Regions from separate parts of the Triticum aestivum genome. Here region 1 is linked to region 2. A link is a contact called in public Hi-C data. All regions are on one chromosome and are shown on one strand. Each heading gives the region's core, a stretch centred on a gene start, on an enhancer-like site or on the middle of the called end of the contact. The rest is flanking DNA. Distances are from core to core; before and after follow the strand shown.

Region 1 (3,738 bases), core at 838-3,337, 47 kb before region 2:
TCTATGGTGTATTCTAGAAAAAAAAGGTAGACTATGGAAGTGCTTTGGTACTCCGCTTTACAAGTCTGTCATTTAAAACATTCAGGGAAATATAGTACAAAAACAAAACAAGATTGAAGGAGTATGTTTGGCGCTCTAAAATGAAGTCTTCTGTTTTTTTGCTGAATTCTACAGAAATAAAATCAAGGGGCATGGCTCTTCAGAAACTAACCAATTGTCTTTACAGACTTACTTATTTACTGGTCCAGTACCTCTGACCTATTTGATGTTGTTCTTAATATTTTTTTACGATTCTGACTTAATATTTTTACGATTCTGACTTAATTGACCATGTACTCCTAAAATCGCATTGACCTCCTTTACCTCGACTAACAGTATGCCTTGGAAGGAGCATCCATGAGTTTATCTCCCACAATCTCAAACACGTTATTTAAGGGCAACACAGTATGCCTGCAAACAGATCTATGAGCTCACCAGGAAGCAAAACGGTTAACTAATACTAATAGAAACATATACTCCCTCCGTTCCGAATTACTTGTCTTGGATTTGTCTAGATACGGATGTATCTAGACTTATTTTAGTGCTAGATACCTCCGTATCTAGACAAATCTAAGACAAGTAATTCGGAACGGAGGGAGTATATATTTTGCAACATACCTTAATATGTATATATTGATTTAGGGTTCCTGGACTTTCCAAAACAAACACTAGAATTTAAGCCAGACCAAAATTTATCATAGCAAATGTATTGACATAACAACAACCAAAAAAACTATGAATTTTTTATAGCAGACAAAAAATATATTTTCTTCTTAGCACAATTCACCATAGCACCTATTTTAGTCAAATTACCTCACCTGCTTAGTTAGACTAGATTAAGTTGCTCCCTTTCCAGCATAGCAAATCCAAAATTAACTTAACTCGCCTGCTTATAAACTAAATTAAGCTGTTCTTTCCCTGCATAGCAAACTCAGAAGCCTAACTTACACATGTTCTTTTTAAACAACTTCAGAGCACCAACAACACCATATTAGATCAGAGACCTGATAAAAGCACACCTCAAACCCATGACAGCAAAAAAAGCCAAGATAAAAAAACCCACGTGCCTAACTTAACTAGTCAACCATACAGTTTTCTAGCTGCAAGAAGTTAAACCATGGAATCACTATTAATATTATTCCTAATAACCATACTAAAATGGACAGGACTAACTAGAGCAAGAAAAGGGCACAGAAGACGGGCTAGAGCAAGAAAATAATCACTGGACGACACAGTAGACCGGGTAGAAGAATCCAAACTCAGATGTGATGCCTTTAAGCAAAGGGTATAAATGATCTGATCCGTAATCCCCCCTCTCCAACAACAGAGCTTTCAGTGAACAGGTGCAGTTCAACCGCTCAGAAGTCTGAGCTTTTGCACCATGATCATTAAAGCAGAGCAACGCGAAATCAAAAACTGCAACTACAGAGAGCGACCAGGCACACACACAAAAAAGCGTGGGCTCATTTGCTGCACAGTTTTCAGCCGACAAAATAGCACAGCTAAGAACGGACGTGCGAGAGGAGGCGTATATATCAATCGCGTCGCGTCCAGTGGAAGCACAAATTTGTGGAAACTTGTATGGTTCTTAGTTCCAGGTTACCTCGGGCGAGCAGCAAGCTAACCCCGGTCGCCACGTCGCCCGCCCAGCCCGCCCTCCGCGCGGCGGCCTGCACCAAGCCAACCCGTGCACAAAATCAAAAAATCAACAACCCAGCGGTTCATCATGCAAAACGGAATCTCCGCCCCGATCCCTGCCACCCACCTCAAGCGACCGCCGCACCGGGCGCAGCGGCTCCTCTCTCTGCCGCCACAGGCCGATGCTTCCGGACGAAGCTTCCGGGCCAACTCGTCCGCTTTGGGGATCTAGCTAGCCCAGCAGCGGGAGGAACAAGCGTGCGTGCGTGCGTGCGTGCGCGCGCGAATGACGAAGGAAGGGAAGGGAAGGGAAGGGTCGAGATGTCGGGTACTCAGGTGCGGGGCTCGCTGTATGCTGCGGGTCGTGGAGGCTACACGGGGGAGGTGTGTTTGTGGCCGGGGGCTGTGGGGGTCGCTCTCGCCGCCGCGAGAAATCTCAGCCACTATCTTTACTTGTGGGTTTCTAGGCCTCCTCCGAGGCTATCTTCCTGCGGCACCCTCGTAAAATCCCTGGAATCGCAAACCACCGCATTTTATGTTGCGTACTATTGGCTTTCTTTCTCACGGGAGAAAAAATAAATAAAGGGTCAAGGTTATTCTGGACCTTCCATATGCTTTACAAAATATTAGAAACTAGATAATACCCCGCGCGGTACCTCGGGAATCTTGGTAACAGAAATGCGTAAATAGTTGCTAAAAGACTTCTAAAACTAATGGAAAGAAGATGTAATCTGAAAAGTAAAGGAAATACAAAGTGTATAAAAAATCAAATTACGGTTAGAGTAATGTCATTTCTAACAAAACAAAAATGTGAAGGGTCAACTACATACATACGCTGCAATCGCCCAACACATATATTGCCAGTACAAGATCTAATACAAAAAATAACGTGTGAATAATTAACATGCATGAATTTATGATATGACAGCGTTGCATGCATAGAGTAATGCAAAAAAATGATTTGTGACTTGCATGCATGACTTATTTATATGGCAAGGTTAGAAAGATATGTATTGTAGCTATTTAGTAATAGAAGACGTACAAGACAGCAGGGGTTATTTTTAAGGGAAATGTATGTATGTGCTATGTGGGTTTTGTACCCTAGTCATTTGGACACCATATTGGCCTGGCAACAAACTCTCAACTACTTAGTTTTTATCTAGATGGGAAGAAATTCTTGTGTTTGAGTAGCAAGAAATAGTGTCCGCTATTTTGACAACCACTCTTTTGATTGGTTGCAACAATATTGAGTAATTCGCTCAGCTAGTATACAATTTAATTAGCATTGATCCTAGTACAACTATTACAAAAATGGCTTTTGCAATTTTGATCTAACTACTAGCATCTAGGATGCTGATTGCGGCCTGGCACACGGTGCTGAAAAAAAGAACAAAGTGATTTTCTAAACCTTGAAGAGTATTACCGAGGACCTAGTTCACATTCTATTAGTTTGCGCATTGATCAGGATGAGAACACTATTGTATTCTTCGTATGTATGTGGCGAACGATATGAATTTAGGGCCGGAACCAAACAACTCGCGATGCGTTTGATGGTGGTCGTGCTTGCAGTCGAGGCTGAGACTTGGACCGAGATGACCAACCTAATTTTTTGAAATATAATTTACTATGCTATAGTTATAAGGTTGCGCATGCTAAAAGTGTATGACATCCCGACTTAATAGGAATGATAGATTACTCGTATAAAAAAAAGTACACCTTCTTTCTTGGGAGCCCATCCGAAAGGAATTTCAAAGTTAAGTGTGTCTGGCTTGGAGCAATTTGAGGATGGATGGCTGACTGGGAAATAGTTCTTAGGTGCGCACGAGAGATGACAAAAGTGTAAAAGGAAGACTAGTGTTGGTCTATGGTGTTGACGAGGAATAGGACTCAACTCACACCACTTCCATTCATCTGACGCTGCATATATACAGTTTACAGGAGCAGTTCAGAGAGAACGTGTGAGAGCCACTAGCTCCACTAACCCACGATGCAAAGCACGTCTCAGAGAGAGAGAGAGATCATGCGGTGACTACGCATACATATACAGCAGTACGTATTCTG
Region 2 (3,722 bases), core at 1,074-3,573:
ATACCGTAAAGTAAAAGTGAGCGACAATTTTTTCAAAAGAAGAAAAAACTTGCGACGTTAAGGTATGGAGGAGCCTAGAAAAAATGACAAGTGTATGGATGATGTGTATTATAAACCACAAAGTTGAAAAGGGATAGTAGTTCATTTAGAAGAAAAGAAGTCTGACCTAACCAATCAAACAACAAAATGATCAACACATAACCCTTTCTCTACCACACACAAATCTCAATGTAACACGCCAACAATGCGCGACCTGTGTCGCGCTTACCCCATGTATGCAAAAATAAGTATGATTGCTAAGAAAGGGAAAAGAGCATTTGTTGCCCGTAACCGTAAGTGTGTGTCCACCAAGAGAGAAGAGAGGTTTAAGCTAATCAAACCATAATCAATATAACAACACCGTATCGACAGACGTGGCGTACCGCCGCGCAGGATAGGCTAGTTTACTCTATGCCTCTCGTGCCTAGAGACCCCATAATTTATAACAATGATAGCTTTAATGGTCTATAGTATTTAAATTTTGTTTTATGCCTTGCTATTGACGGGACATCATCCCTCATTGAAAAAAATAAAACACATTAATGAGATACCAAAGTTTTAAACCTGGAGTTTTATCCTTGATGAATCAGAGGTACCACCACCTTCCTAACCATCTAGCCATTGGATGATTTCTTTAATGTATTTAAATTTACTTATGCCATGAATATAATAGGTGCATTTAGTACGCATCGTAGTCATAATTTTTAGAAAAGAACTTCTAGTGTGATAGTGGTTTCCTAGTGTTTGATTATGTATCTGACATAGGTGTAATTCATTGGTCTCTACGTTCATTAATGCAGAGAAGATAATGTTGAAAAAAATCATGAAAAATCGAGTAGTCCAACCACACAGAATGACTCATCAACCTACACTTTATTTATTAGTAAGGTGCACGGTGCATTGCACATTGCTTAGATACCAACGTATGAGTTAAGATTGTCATGACACATTATAGAAGGTAAGTATGTAAGTTTTGAGTCATTAATCCATGACGTGGATGTAGACTTAATTCACATATTTCATCCTATCAAAAATCAGATTATAATTACAAAATATTCGAAGACCGCATGTCATAATACTACATGAAACTCTTGTGATCGGACACATTTATCTTTAGGTATCTCGTACCGCAATTTTGAGTAGCTAGTTTTGCATTTTCAAAGATAAATGTAATTTATGTACCTGTTATGATAGGCCTTGAACAAAAATATCGTGAAGTAAAAGTGAGCAACATTTTTTGTCAAATGAAGAAAAAACTTGCGACATTAAGGTAAGGAAGAGCCTAGAAAAAAATGACAAGTGTATGGATGATGTGTATTATAAACCACAAAGTTGAAAAGGGATGATAGTTCATTTAGAAGAAAAGAAGTCCGGATAATGAAAGTATGGGATATTCTAGAACAAAAAAATGCTCGTGTTTTGAGGTTTGTGCATATTGTGAATAGAATGGTAATTCACTTAGAATAAAACAATTTGGATAATTAATGCATGGGAGATTCTAAAACAAAGATGAGGTGCTTGTATTTTGAGCTTTGTACATATTGTGCATTGTAAATCGTGAATAAGAAAGATCGGTAATTCATTTGGAATGCTTGTTTGGATAATTAATGTGTGGAATGTTCCAGAGCAGTGGCAGATCTAGGGGTGGGGCGTGGGGGCCATGGCCCCCATAAACAATTTGCTGAACTTTCTTTACTAATGCATTCACATGTTATTCAATACTTTATTAACTATTTGTAATATTTTTTGACAAAAATGCTACCCATTGCAATGTTGTCCCCATGTTGGTCCAGTTCTAGATTCGTCACTGTTCGAGAGCAAAGGACTGGTGCTTGTGTTTGAAGATTCGTGCATTTTCATGCTCAACAATGGAATCTTCTAGATTCTATCAGGTAGAATCCAGTGAAGTAAAGATGATATCTAATGACTAATAGTACTCAGATTTGTCATCTATGATGGTCAGATTGTCTTCATTCAAAATTATTCATATGTTATATAGTGGCGTAGATATTTAGCATTTGTATTTGTACTCGGTGATTCTAGCCTCTTGTAGGATAAGTGAGCGTCTGTACTACCCATGGGCTGCAATAGTAATTTGTGGTTGGGACTCAAAACACACTCTTTCAAGGGCCCGAAGGCAAAAACACAAAAGGGCAGTCAATACCAATAGCTGAATATTTGCGGTGGGAAATGACCCAAAGTGGCCTCGCTCCACGGGCCCACACTAAAGGCCACCTGGCTAAAACCTATTCGCTAACCCCACGCTTTTCCCAGGGCACCCCAAAACGTGTGGTCTCGCGCGCTCCACCGATGCTCGCCCACAATCTGAGCCGTCGATGCTGTGCATCCCCCCTGTCACAACCGTCCGATGTTGGCAGGGCAACTCGTCGCTGACGAAGGCCGGACTCAGCGGACGACCCAGATTCTCCACGCCTCCCTTCATGCGGCGATGCGGGGTTGGGTGGCCCCGAGCCGTACGGGTTGCATTGGTGGTTGAGACGGATGCTTTTGAACTTGCGGCTGTAGTAGAAAAGCGCATGGGCAGTGGGCCCCGCATGACTACGCGGGAGGCCTGGAAGCAAGGCGAGGAAAAGGAGCTCCATTCCGTTTACCCGCTGTGCCCGGCTCGTGTACCCGTCTGCATCTTATCGCCGTGTAGGCCGTGATGTGGCGCCGGGCTTTGTTTATTCGAGGCGACCGAAGATGGCAAGTGTCGATCGTCGGGCGACTCAGGAATATCGTGTGGCTAGGGCATCTTCAATGTGGATTCACCCGTCCATATGGTTTAAATTACAAATAATCAGCATGCACATCTTAGTCTGTACATTCAACACATTGTGCATTTTCAATGATCAAGATCAAAAGGATCTGAACAACATCAGTTTCAACCATTTTCTTCCAATAGCTTGTGTTAAGAAGGAACACGAAAGACTACAGTGTGCCATCACAAATGCATTAGAACCATAAAAAATAAATATTTGCATTCAAGAGGCTTGAACTTTTACATAAGGACCACTCTAGTAAGACTTGAAGAAGCTTGAACTTGCATCAGAACCACTCTAGTAAGACTTGAAGAGGCTTAAACTTGCATCACGATCACTCAAGTAAGACTTGAAGAGACTTGAACATGTGGCTTCTTTGTTGTCCTGCAAATATGACGAGAAGCAAACTTACTGAAGTATTTATAAAATGTGAAGCTTCTAAAACTCCATCTTAATTTATTTATAGGCAGTATTGCAAGTCATCACATTTCAGAAAGCTATATATTTTCTTTTGTAGAATAAGACATAATCCACCTAGATCAACAAAACTACCTTCAAGTAGTGCATATATGGAGTAAAAAAATACAAGGCATCAGCACAAGTAATCTATTCCCACCTCTCGTGTTTTTTTTTTCAAGATGCAGTCCCTTAGGGCCCGATTCATTAAAAAAAGGTCGAAGAGAGTTGCCCAGTTAATCAACGAAAAACCGGGCGAAAACCATCATAACACGCCCGCAAAACATAAGGCACACATGACGACCTGGCAACCCACACAAGAACACACACACACCGTCAAGGAGAAAAGCACCGTCGAGGTTGCAATCTAGTGTCATCATCATCACACCTCCGCAAGGAAGACAAGCGAGGCACGGCAACCCCTCGAACCCGCCGGATGAGACCGACTACCAAAGCTCAACAGCA

Evidence for each region. A called contact is a pair of places that touch in the nucleus more often than the background predicts.
Region 1: a contact with region 2 is called in a Hi-C map of leaf, with 2.3 times the contacts expected there. The contact joins the promoter of LOC123147271 here to the enhancer-like site in region 2. A contact is called at or near these places in 2 of 5 Hi-C or Micro-C datasets (leaf and an unstated tissue).

The regions. Positions count from the first base shown.
Region 1 is chr7A:414,349,328-414,353,065 of IWGSC CS RefSeq v2.1, reverse strand. LOC123147271 (protein LHY) reads right to left here and starts at 2,087. Exons shown (of 12, transcript XM_044566513.1): 1 at 1,805-2,087; 2 at 1,643-1,709.
Region 2 is chr7A:414,302,977-414,306,698 of IWGSC CS RefSeq v2.1, reverse strand. LOC123147266 (a long non-coding RNA gene) reads right to left here. Exons shown (of 3, transcript XR_006473149.1): 3 at 2,926-3,722. Among protein-coding and RNA genes, the nearest start is that of LOC123147266, 4.1 kb to the right of the region's middle. Within about 2 kb of position 2,323, at least 7 of the 8 cell types and tissues checked have an H3K27ac peak or open chromatin away from gene starts, as enhancers often do. A contact at or near this core is called in leaf, where this site is marked.